Linked DNA regions of Mus musculus: region 1 is linked to region 2. Evidence: chromatin contacts called from public Hi-C data. All regions are on one chromosome and are shown on one strand. Each heading gives the region's core, a stretch centred on a gene start, on an enhancer-like site or on the middle of the called end of the contact. The rest is flanking DNA. Distances are from core to core; before and after follow the strand shown.

What was found. A called contact is a pair of places that touch in the nucleus more often than the background predicts.
Region 1: a Hi-C map of the HPC-7 cell line shows a contact between it and region 2, with 2.2 times the contacts expected there. The contact joins two enhancer-like sites. A contact is called at or near these places in 1 of 15 datasets of contacts at CTCF or cohesin (large pre-B cells), 2 of 484 Hi-C or Micro-C datasets (the Ba/F3 cell line and the HPC-7 cell line), 2 of 115 datasets of contacts at active chromatin or transcription factors (bone marrow-derived dendritic cells and embryonic stem cells) and 1 of 9 other capture datasets (pancreatic islet).

Annotation. Positions count from the first base shown.
Region 1 is chr16:20,190,866-20,196,880 of GRCm38.p6, reverse strand. Yeats2 (YEATS domain containing 2) reads right to left here. Exons shown (of 31, transcript NM_001145930.1): 14 at 3,615-3,722; 15 at 3,055-3,237. Among named protein-coding and RNA genes, the nearest start is that of Gm41431, 43 kb to the left of the region's middle. Within about 2 kb of position 4,585, at least 52 of the 459 cell types and tissues checked have an H3K27ac peak or open chromatin away from gene starts, as enhancers often do. A contact at or near this core is called in the Ba/F3 cell line and the HPC-7 cell line, where this site is marked.
Region 2 is chr16:19,845,174-19,851,411 of GRCm38.p6, reverse strand. No RefSeq gene overlaps it. Among named protein-coding and RNA genes, the nearest start is that of A930003A15Rik, 36 kb to the left of the region's middle. Within about 2 kb of position 2,906, at least 5 of the 459 cell types and tissues checked have an H3K27ac peak or open chromatin away from gene starts, as enhancers often do. A contact at or near this core is called in the Ba/F3 cell line and the HPC-7 cell line, where this site is marked.

The DNA.
Region 1 (6,015 bases), core at 3,336-5,835, 340 kb before region 2:
CTGGGGCTGGATGGTGGCACGGTTGCTCTTTCACAGGACCCATGTTCAATTCCCAGCACCTACACGGTAGGTAGTTCACAACATCTAAAACTCCAGACCCAGGGGATCTGACACCTCCTGACCTGGGTACCAAGTTCACACGTGGCACACAGAAATTAAAAACACTCATACACATTAAAGAAAATGAAACAGCCTAGTATGGTAGTACCCAGCACTCAGGAGACAGAAGTAGGCAGATCTCCATAAGCTAGAGGTTAGCCTGATCTAGTGAACCCCTATCTAAGAAAAAAAAAAAAAAAGATCCCATTTTAAACATTATAGAATGGCTATAATCAAGGTAACAGTTCACAAGCGTTGGCATATGTGGGAGTGTCCATCCTTTGACATGTCAGTGTTGTCATCTACAATGTTCCTGTTCAAGAGTCCCAAAAATCAAGTTAAAAAGAATTTTTCAAAAAGTCTCATGCTGTTTTGGTTAACTCTATAACTTTGTGTTTGGGCTGCATTCATGGTTAAAGTTATGTAGCTAGGGAGCTGCAAGTTAGATATATGGGTGCTCAAAGCTATAGCCGATTATGTTCAATGTCCTATCAGGGTACTAATGCATGCATACCAAATACAACAAAACACTCAGTGTTTACTGGTCTCACTCTGTTGTTCTGAAGTTGTATACAGGGAAAGCTCCTGCCTTCTATAACTCCTGCTGGGATAATACGTAGGAAGGCACTTCAGCAATCCCATGTGCACCCAGTGAGCTGAGTTTGATCCCTGGATCCACATGGAGGAGAGAAATGACTCCTCCAAGTCATCCTATGATTTCTGCCAGCATGTTGTAGCATTCTCCTACCCTAAATAAGTAAATTAATTGGTAAAACAATATATTTTCTTTGGCCAATGAGATGGCTCAGCTTGACCATCTGAGTTTGATTCTTGGGATCCACATGATAAAGAAAACTTACTCTGTCCTCTGATTTTCTATCATCTGTATCCTTATACACATAAATGTAAAACAAACAAATACAAATAAAACTGTATCACTATATGAAGCCTAATATACTTTAAACATAGTGTAAGAGAAGGCTCAGCAGCTAAGAGCTCCCACATGATAGCCCACAGCTGTTTGTAACTCCAGTCCCAAGGGAATTTGATGCCCTCTGCTGGTCTCTGAGGCACTGCATGTACAGGGTGTACAGATACACACTTAGACAAAAGACCTACATACATAAAAATATAAGGTTAAAAAACATAAAAGGTGCCAGACAGTGGTGGCGCACGCCTTTAAACCCAGCACTTGGGAGGCAGAGGCAGGTGGATTTCTGAGTTCGAGGCCAGCCTGGTCTACAGAGTGAGTTCCAGGACAGCCAGGGATACACAGAGCAACCCTGTCTCGAAAAACCAAACCAAACCAACCAAACAAACAAACAAACAAATAAAAGGTTAAAAAAGAGAGACTGTAAGAAAGGCGGAACAGGAAGTTTAAGCACACGATGTGGCTGACGACGCAGGACCACCATCATAGCAGCTCTAACTCTGCTGGGGCAGAAGACTGCTAGCCAGTCTAGGTTACAAGGAAAGGTAAAAGAAAGCTCAGCTGAGCTGCAGAATACTCAGACTCTACTCTTACACGTGAAGCCTTGGGTTCACTCTGCTGTGGACAATGGCAGAGCAGTGTCTTCAAACAGCAACAGACTCACCTGGAGGCCAGAGCAAGGCCGCGGGAGAGTCTGACTGACTCGGAGCAGGGCTGTGGGAGAGTGACTGACTCGGAGCAGGGCTGTGGGAGAGTCTGACTGGACAGGGCATCTGAATCAGTGGGGAGCTTAGGAAAAAGCAGATTCCCAGGCCCTTGAGAAAATACTGGCACAGAAAGTGTGCGACAGATTAGGAATTGCTATGTTAAATTCAGAAGATAAATTGTCTGATTAGTTCAGTTTGGAAACCTTACAGACTTAAAAGCAATATGTAACCCTGAATTTTAACCTCTATCCCCAAAGAAATCTATTTGTCTAAACTAACATAAACTATGTAATACTGCCTTCCATTTTAAAATATTCTTCTCAAAACAATTCACTTCTAGACAGGCCGGGCTTTGAAGCTGAAATATAAACACCCATAAAACATTCTCAATAGCTTTAGAATATACCTACTAAAACACTGAGATAATGTAACTGCATGTTCCAAAGCATGCTTAGATTAGAGACAACAGCAAATAAATCTCACCAGCTCTGGAACGGTTCATCTGGAGCTGAAAGACATAAATTTCAAGCCTTCTGCCATTTACTACCTATACGCTATATGCTAGTATGCTATATGCTCATGTATTCTCCAGCAAGGTCCCTAGCCCCTCAAACCCAGTGTTGCCACATTTATAAGGGGTGGAGGGAGATACTTGCCTTTTAGGTATAGTTCAAGAATAATATATATATCTCACACACACATATGAAGAACAAAGAGCGTGGTATATGAGCACCTGATAGATTCTATATGTAACTGATGTAGAAAATAAATTATACGCTGCTTCACCGTACTCTCTATATTTATTCTCTACTATTTCTAATTTATAAAGAGAATAAATGAAAGAATCAAATGGCACACACTGGAACCGCAGCACTTGGGATAGTGAGGTAGGAGGTTGTTTTGAATCTGAGGTCTTCCTCTCTCAAAACAAACAAATCACAGAGCCTGGACATTGGAGGTGTTCAGAGCAGCACTCTCTTACAGGTCAAAACAGTGCTCCCACTTAGATGTGAATCATTAGAAAGCCCATGAAGCCTGTTACTTTTACTGCTAGAGAGAGGATACTTTGTCCCTATGCTCCTGAGACTGTTCCTGGGTCTTCTATTTAAACGCCCCTTACTCTTGTCAGGGATAGACAGTAAGGAGCACATGTGTGTAATATCAACTGACTAGGTCTTCTCCAATCTGGTTAACATACATAGGTTAATATGGGATCAACAACTTAAGCAACCTAAGTCATTTTGGCACCTGCCAACTATGTAGACAAATAACCTTTATCTCTTGAACATGACTCTCCCACCCCAAACCCATACAAACCTTGGAGGGTGCAATCTTTGGTGACTGAGTGGTCCCTTCTCCAGCACTTATGACCTGCTTTTGAGGGGACACAGCTATCATGTGACCCCCTTTCACGGTCACATACTGAGGGAATGCTGACTGGCTCGCAGCTCCTGTTGTGGACACATGAGGAGCTTCTCCAGGTTCCTGTTTGATGATCACCTTGCAACACACAATGACACTGAATAAGTATCCCATGGGGAGGAGGAGGAAGGACCTACTATGAAACTGTGAATCTAGTCTCTGCAGTGTTAATCAAGTTTGGATACACAGAACGGCTCCATGAAAAAGGTAAAATAATGCTTTAAGAGATACGAGTCCTTAGGCAAATTGTATCTCACTTGATCCCTGCTCTGTCACTTGTCATAGAGACGGGGTAGGAAGGCAGCAAAGAGAGACAAAATAGGCCGTGACCTCTGAACTCCCGTGTCCCTGGAGTCCTAGGACATGGACAGCATTAAATAAGTGGGAGCACATCTCAGAGCTAAGGCCTATTAAAGAGTGGGAAGGCCACAGGTAAGGCTATGACACACACTCACCTTTGTGAAAGCCCCAAGTCCTCCAGTCACAGCTTTGGGGCTCTGCACTTTAGGGTGACTACCAATTGGGCAAAGAGGTGGCATAGATGCGAATAAAGACTCCTCCTGCTGTATGTAAAAACATTACTATATATTATATAACAGGCCCAAACGGATGCTTTCAGATACTCTAGCCACTTAGTACACTTAATACAGTAATATTATCTACTTAATACAAACCTACCACAGCCAGCAACACACACACACACACGACAAAACAAAAACCCACAATGCTAGAGATCTTCTAAGCTTCTATACATTTACTGTAATTTCCTTTTTAAAAGCAAATAAAAAATGAGGTATGCAATTCCATCTGAGCACCAGTAGTAACTCACTGCACAGGAGGCTGACAAAGGAGGACTGTTAGTTCAAGTCTAGCCTGGACTAAACACTGAAACCCTGCCTGAAAAATCAGGAAATCAGCTCAGCAAAAGGCTACTCACCTGTGTCCTGATGGATGTTACAGTCCTATAAGACAGGGTGTCAGGTAGACCAGGTTGGTTTCACTATCTAGCTAAAGAAAACCTTGAACTTCTGATGCTCCTGCCTCTACTTCTCGAGTGCTGGGATTACATGCTTACAACCTCACACTTGTTTTTATGTGGCATTGGGGACGGAACCCAAAGCTCTGTGCATGTAGGAGAAGCACTCTACCAGTGTTGTGTAGCAGTTTCTTGGAGACTGACATGCTCTATCTCCCAGGGAAGTTCCTTAAGGCAAAGGTAAACGTCTCAAAATAGCTGAGCAGATTCACGAGGGCCCCCCTCTCAGAGTAAGCAAGAAAGACAAGGCAAGCTGCAGGAAAGGCCCTGAGATCAGACCAGCAAGGAGGAGAAAAACCAGCAAGGCTGCCTGACTAACATAGTCACTAGGAAAGGATACTCTAACCTACTCCAGGTTTCCTTGCTTCTGTGAGTCAGCACCCTTCCTGGGCTGGGCCTTGGTGAAGCAGCTGTTTTTGAGTCATTTCTGCCCCTGTAAGTAACCCCTCACCCATACTCATGTAAGTAACCTCAATAAAAAACTCATTGGTTTACCACAGTGGACTTTGATCTGTTGTTGGTTCCCTATCTGGAGTGAATAGATATGAGCACTGCATCTCCCTAGGAAGTCTTTTCACACAACACCAACTGATCTTTATGTCCATTCCTAATATTTGATTCTTTATGTATGTCTGATCTTTTGCCAGATGGTAGAGGACAGGGGTTGTATTTGGCTTTATATTCCTAAAGCACAGGCACTAAGTAAGTTATTCTAACAAATAATGGTGATGTTTTAGAGTGTGTGTTTTTTTTCTTTTATACTCTCAACTTGTCTTGAAAAATTCACTCAGTATCTGGAATACAGATAAATGTAAAATGAGTTTCACATTTGGAAAATAAATTTTCCAAAGGAATAAAAAGGATAAGAAAACAATGCTCTAGGCCAAGGTAACCCTGTATCTCAGGAGGGGGAGACAGGACGGTCCCAAGCTCCAGCCTAGACTACAGTGAAAGCTTACCACAAAACAAGCAAACCATCAAAGGAAGGAAGTGGGAATAGAAAATGGAAAGCAACAGCAGAGTGAGATAAAAACCACTGACCTTTGTCTCCACCTCAAAAGACAAAAGCAGATCTCAGAGATAATGTGCCAAAATTGAACTTTAAGGAAAATAATTAAAGTTAAGACTACTACTTGCCTACGAAATGAAATGTCATCAACAAATACTAAAAAATAAATGGTAGAGGTAAGACTTTCAAGGGAGTTACTCCAAGAAAACCTCATTCTGATCAGAAAACCATCTGTGATCCCTGTCAACTAAGTTAGAGGAATGTTAACTGCTGGGGTGGGTACTCACTAAAGCAGATTTGCATCTCAGGGCCACTCAGACAGCAGTCTGCATCTGAAAGGCTTTCAAGTAAGATAACCATCTTGAGAAAACAGGAGCCAAACAGGGAAGTGCTTTGGCCAAATACTGAGCAGACTGTCTTGAGTATGTGAAGAAGTCGGATGCTGTATGGATAGGTGATATTCTGAACTACTCTCTATTTGAAGAGGTTAAGAATTACTTTTTTTTTTTTTTTTTTTTTTAAAGATTTATTTATTTATTATATGTAAGTACATTGTAGCTGTCTTCAGACACTCCAGAAGAGGGAGTCAGATCTCCTTACGGATGGTTGTGAGCCACCATGTGGTTGCTGGGATTTGAACTCTGGACCTTCGAAAGAGCAGTCAGGTGCTCTTACCCACTGAGCCATCTCACCAGCCCAAGAATTACTTTTAAATTAATTAACTAAGGCTGATGTGTGCAAAGGGGACAAGGTTTGCTCCTTGTACCATCAGAAACCATGCTGCCAGGCAAACATTTTTATAGAGAATGTA
Region 2 (6,238 bases), core at 1,657-4,156:
ATTTTAATTTTCCTAAAATCTAAGGGATGATATATTCTGAATATCAATTCTTAGATGGCAAAGATTCCTACTTCCTTGTAACACAGCTGATGAATTCCTTTGGTCTACAGAAGCTTCAAAGTCATCTTATTAATAGTTACACCACAAGCAGAATATAGTTAGTATTAATTTTACTCTATAACAGAAAGTGCAGTCAAAGTCGCATTTCTTTCCTTTTTCTAAACAATATTTCTAACTCTCATTGTTTTTCATTTCTCTTTCCTTCTGAATTGTTCTCCAGCTCCCGCTCTCTCATGGAAAAATGTTTTCCCGAATTCCCCCTTAACATTACCTCTCATCAAACTTCTCATCCTACTGAGATGAAATTGAGTGAAATTTCCTTGACAGGCAAACTGTGTGTTTTCCAAAATCAAAAGGAGGAGATACTTCATATCTAAACTAGTCTAATCCCTGCTTAGCGTTGAATCTGCATGCTGTTAGTGAGCTAGGGCTATGTGGTTGTTTAAATGAGATGTGTTCCCCAAAGGCTAGGGTATTTGAATGCTTGATTCCCATTGGTGTAGCTGTTTGGGGGTGATTCAGCCTTGATGAAGGGTGTGAGCTACTTGGGGTAAGCTTTGAGAGTCCCCACTCTTATTTTATTTCATTTGCTCTCTTTGCTTTGTTACTTGTGGCGGCAGATGTGTTCTATCAGCCTCCAGCTCCTCCCACTACCTGCTAGTATAGATTCTGATCTTACTGGATCTCGGAGGCAATTCTTTCTTCCTTAAGCTGCCTTAGGCATGGCATATTTTATTATATCAAGAGAAAAGTAACTGGTAAAGATTTTCATAAGTTCAAGGTTTGCCTGGGAAAGATGAGCACACGGTGCATGAAACTGTTCTAGACTTTAGACTCAGAGATATTCCTCTAATAGGTTGCTATGAAATCCAGTTTGTCATTGTATTGTGGATAATATTGAACATGGCATCAGAATATGAGAGAATGTACTCAATACAACTTGTTTTTTAAAACCTCATAATAAGACATTCTTAGTACTGGACCAGGGCTCAATAATGTTAGCATGACTTTTGAATATCTTGTTTCTTTACTTGTTAAGTTTTGATCTATGATCTAAAGCAGGTAGAAGGAAAAGATGCATATTGGTTTAACTTTTTTCCCTAAAAGCAGAAATATTTCTAAAAACATCTTATTAGCTCTGCTTATGTCCTACTTATAAGTCTTACAACATTTGCTAGGAGCAACCATCAAGAGAATCTATGGAGACAAGCATTTAGGTTCCCGACTGCTACATGGAAAGTGGTTAAGGAAAGAGGGCAGGGAATAAATTTGTCATTTATCAACAGTTCCCGTAAAAATCTTTTGCTTAATTATGATGAATAATCTTTTTCTACTTTGCATGTTTATGGCTGTCTGTAGGTGAGTGCACATCAATGCAGGTGCCTGCGAGGGCCGGAGGTGCTTGCTCCTTATAGAGCTGGAGTTACAGGTGGTTGTGAGCCACCTGATTTAGGTGCTAGGAATTGAACTCAAGTCCTCTGTAAGACAGCAATGCTCTTAACCACTGGGCCGTCTTTCCACCCTTCCTTCCTTCCTTTCTATTTCTTTTTATGGATATTTCTTTTCTGAAACATTTCTTTCTATCTTTCTTTCTTTCTTTCTTTCTTTCTTTCTTTCTTTCTTTCTTTCTTTCTTTCTTTCTTTCTTCTTCTTCTTCTTCTTCTTCTTCTTCTTCTTCTTCTTCTTCTTCTTCTTCTTCTTCTTCTTCTTCTTCTTCTTCTTCTTCTTCTTTTTTGAATCTCCGTCACCCATAATAGCTCTAATCCTTTGGAAAACAATTAAAATAGAGACAACATACTTTTAGGTTTATGGATTTCCCAGAATAACGCAAAAAGAGAGAAACAAAGAAACATAATTATAGTAAAATAATAAAGACCATATACTCTCATAACATGTACTTAAATAGAATCAATGAAGTAATAGTAGTCCTAGAAAACTTCCTTTTGTTTATTAGTAAAACTGAGTTTATCAGCTAGAGCTGGATTATTTTTGTTCGTATCAATTTGTTTTTAGACTTTAATATATCAAAAAGTGTGAAAAGATGTAGTATGTGTTATTTAGTATCTTGGGTCCTGGGATCCCAGAGGGAGAAATGGAACGAGTTTTACCATTTCCCAGCTAAAAGCAGTTATTTGGGAAGGAGAGAGGAAACATAGACATTAGGAGGCAAGTAGTGGTAGCTGTTCCTCACATTTTCCTGTGGATGTCCCAGAATTCCAAGTCCTCCTCCCTGAGACCAGTTCTTTCATGCCAGCTGGTGCCCACACTCTTTCAGGGTTCATTTATGGCACACATCAGAGTCTACCCACCAGGATTACGAGGTACTTGTGTCCTGGGAACAGAAATTGGACAGGAAATGAGGACCGCGATAGAAGCAGAGAAGAAAACAGAGGAAGGAAGTGGGCTAGAGCTGGGCAAAGGTTAGAGCTTAATGACTTGTGTCCTGGAGACTGGGCCTGTATTTGTTTTGTGTTCAGGCTGTTGTTGTGATTCCAAGGGTGGTCTTCCTCTTTGCCATCAGTTCTCTCTCATTTGCTAATTTTGACTTCACTTGTTCCTGTTTTTTTGTAGTAAGCTGGATCTCTTTCATTTAGTGCAAGGGGAAGGGCCACAAAAGGGGGAGCAGTTTTATTTTTATTATGATGCTATTTTACTTAGTGCTAAAGAGATTCAATATTTTCTTTGAATGGAACTTAGGGACAATCTCTTTTCCTCTCTTGTATTACTACAGTTTTATCACAAGGTGGCACTAAGTGTCTTGTGTAATGGTCCATAAACAGTAAATTCACCTACCTTGCTCTGTTTAGGTTTACTTCAGTTGACTGCAAAAAGGAAAGACTAAAGTGAGTTCGGTGTGGGGGAAACCAAGACAAAGAAAGAGGGAGGGATAAATCACACTCAGGAAGTGGGAAAAACTCATAAGGGATCCATATGTTTTCTATTTATCTAGAATTATATAGAGTGTGTATGTAAACATACATATATAATGTATGTATAGGATTTTTTGAAAATGAAGTTATATTACTTGTGGCTATAATCCTCTCTCCAGGAGGTATAGATTATTTAACAAAAATACTAGGTCTGAGAATTGTTACTGATAAGAATCCAGGAAATCCCCCAAACAGTACAGGTTATTGCTGTCGTCCTTGGTTGCTTCCTAGAATTTGAAGGAAGTACCTCTTAATGAAGACACTACTCAGTTCTGACCCGGGATTTGGAAGAATTAAACTGGATCTGACCTGGAAGCTTTCTGTCTCAAGATTAGCTCATATAGTATTGGAAGATGCTATGCAAAACTACCAAGGGAGAAAACCTGTCAATAGTCCTACCCAGACTGTGGCACCTGTGAGCTGAAATAATGACGTGCATGGCAAAATATCTTCAAAGGTTCAACAGTGCCACTTATATCTTGGGGGTAACCAACAGCTATATAATTGGATGTAAGGCCTGCTCAATATGAGGGACTTCATGCCTGGTTGGTACTATAAACCTAACCCACTCCCCATGGCTAACCAGGCCATGAAGCTTAGGGGAAAACTTACAACTTCCACTTTCACCAACATTATAATTTTTTAGTACAGTCTAAATCCTTATACCCATAGATAGGTGTAGGTGTGAGAGCATTCCTTATCTGAGAAGTTTTTTTTTTTCCTCAGCAGATAAAGACGATTATACAATTCCACAACTGATCAAAGTGCAGAGAACAACTGTCATGATACTCTACTCTTTACACCTAATGTTAAAGGGACATTGTGGAAGAGGGAGGTGGAGGATCGTAAGAGACAGAGGACTAGAAGACATGCTGCAAGATTTTGTTCTCTATATATGACAAAGAATCTGTACCATGAAATAGCAACAATATGGTTCCCTAAATAAGACCTGAACAATGTAGCCTCACAAGTCCCTCCTCTAGATGAATACCTGCAGGCAATTAATGATTGCTGAGAAGGGAGAAACAGTCTAATTAGCATTATGTATGGCATACTTAAATTTAGCCTTTCTTTAGATATAAATTCTCTTAATTTATATTTCTCTGAAACTTACTATAGGTATAAAACTGTCAAGAAGAATATGGAGTACTAAGATCTAGTCAGAAATAACGAAAAGAAATTAAAGATTTTCTAGAATTCAATGAAATTTATTACACAGCATATACAAACTTATGGGACACAATGAAAGTGGTGCTAAGAGGGAAGTTTAGGCACCACAGTGAGACAATTTAACCTCTTTGTCATAATGACAACTAGGATCACAGTTGCTGTTCAACTGAGCAGTGAACATTCTGTTTAAATGCTTCCCATGTATTTATACTTAATACCTTTTGACAAGTACAATTATTATTGTCATACATTACGTTTGTGTGTGTGTTTGTATTAGCAGGCAAGTAGACAGATGGGGCTAAGGTAAGATACCTTAACCTACTGAGGTTAAGGTATCTTACCCCAGTTACATAGCAACTAAGTGGCAAAGTAAGATGTGGGGCCAGTCTGATTTTAGGGTTTTCTTATATGGTTGCATTAACAAAAAATGGCCCCCATAGTCTCAGGCATTTGAGCACTTGGTCCCCAGTTGGCGGAACTGTTCGGAGGAGGGGGGTTAGGTTCAGCGTTGCTGGAGAGAGTACACCATTAGGGTAGGCTTTGAGAGGCCTTGTATCACTTTCAGTTCACTCTTTTCTGATGTTTGAGGTGTAAATTCCTGTATACAGGAGGTGGAGGCAGCCTAAGAGAGAGATGTATTCTTCAGGCAGCAAAGCTGCAGGAGAACCATTCAAATTCCATGAAATTTAAGTCACAAACATTGAATTTGGAGTTACAGGATTTGGTATTTGCCCTGCTGGGTTCTGTCTTGCTTTGGTCAAGTATTTTGTCATTATGTCCCCAAATTCCTCGCTACGTCCATTTGGAATGGTAATGTATAATGTCTACCATTTTATCTTGGGGGTGCATAATATGCTTTTTGATTTTACAGGAAGTTACAGTTAAGGGATTACCTTGAGTCTCACAAGACATTGAGTTTTAAACAGCGTTGAAACTGTGAAAGAGTATGGAGACTTTTGAAGTTGGGATAAATACATTTTCATTATGATGTAGCTATGGCCCATTGGGGTCAGGAAATGCAATGTGGTAGTTTGAAGGAGAAAAGCCCCTCATTGCACATTTAAACACCTGGTACCGAGTTGGTGGAACTGTTTGGAGAGGTCACGGGGAGTGGGCTTTTGGATTACAATCCTCTTGCCACTTCTGTTTGCTCTCTGTTATGTGCTTGTGGTTGAGATGTGATATCTCATCTGACTACAAAAATGAACAATAAAATTGTGTATACATTTGTGTTGACATAGGTATTATCCTAGCTAATAAATATTTCTGTTTATGTATAGTGACACTCTTCAAAAGGCTCTAAATAGAATTCTTACAATACTGTTGAGCAGGAGGTAGGAGGCAAGAGATTTATTCGATACTAGCTTATCCTAAATTCTAGTTTATAAGAGCTATATGACCTCTTCTAACTTGATGTTGTAAGGTGAGATGAGAACTATGACATTAGCACATTTGCTATCACAGTCCTTTACTTTGTTCCAGAGTTTGCAGAGTTTAAACATACCTCAGAGGAGAACTTCACAAATAACCTATCTTATAAGCATTTCTATGTGAGCTAAATACTATTGTCTGCTTTCTGACGCATTGTACTTGCTCCATATATCTCATGTGGTAGAATTGGGTGAAAATAAAGTTTTCCATTTGCAGAGTTCATGGTCACCAGTAACTCAGCAGCATTCCTGACCTATCATTCAGAAAGAATACATATGTGCACAGTGTATTACCATGCAAGTATCTATTATGACCATGATGCACACATGGGAAGTTAATAAACAATGCAGAGTGAAGAAAAGCTGATTGGATTGCTGATGTGCCTGGGTTACTGACTCACTGTCCTAGTTTAGGGTTCATCTGGCTTTCTAACTAATGTCCCTTGTCATATGTGATCAATGCTGTCTTAGTTTTACTGCTGTGAACCGGCACCATGAGTATGACAGCTCTTATAAAGGACAACATGTAATTGGGACTTGCTTAAAGGTTTAGCGGTTCAATCCATTATCATTATGAGGGGAAGCGTGGCAGTACCCAGGCAGGCATGGTGTAGGAGAAGCTGAGAGATCTATATCTTCTTCTGAAGG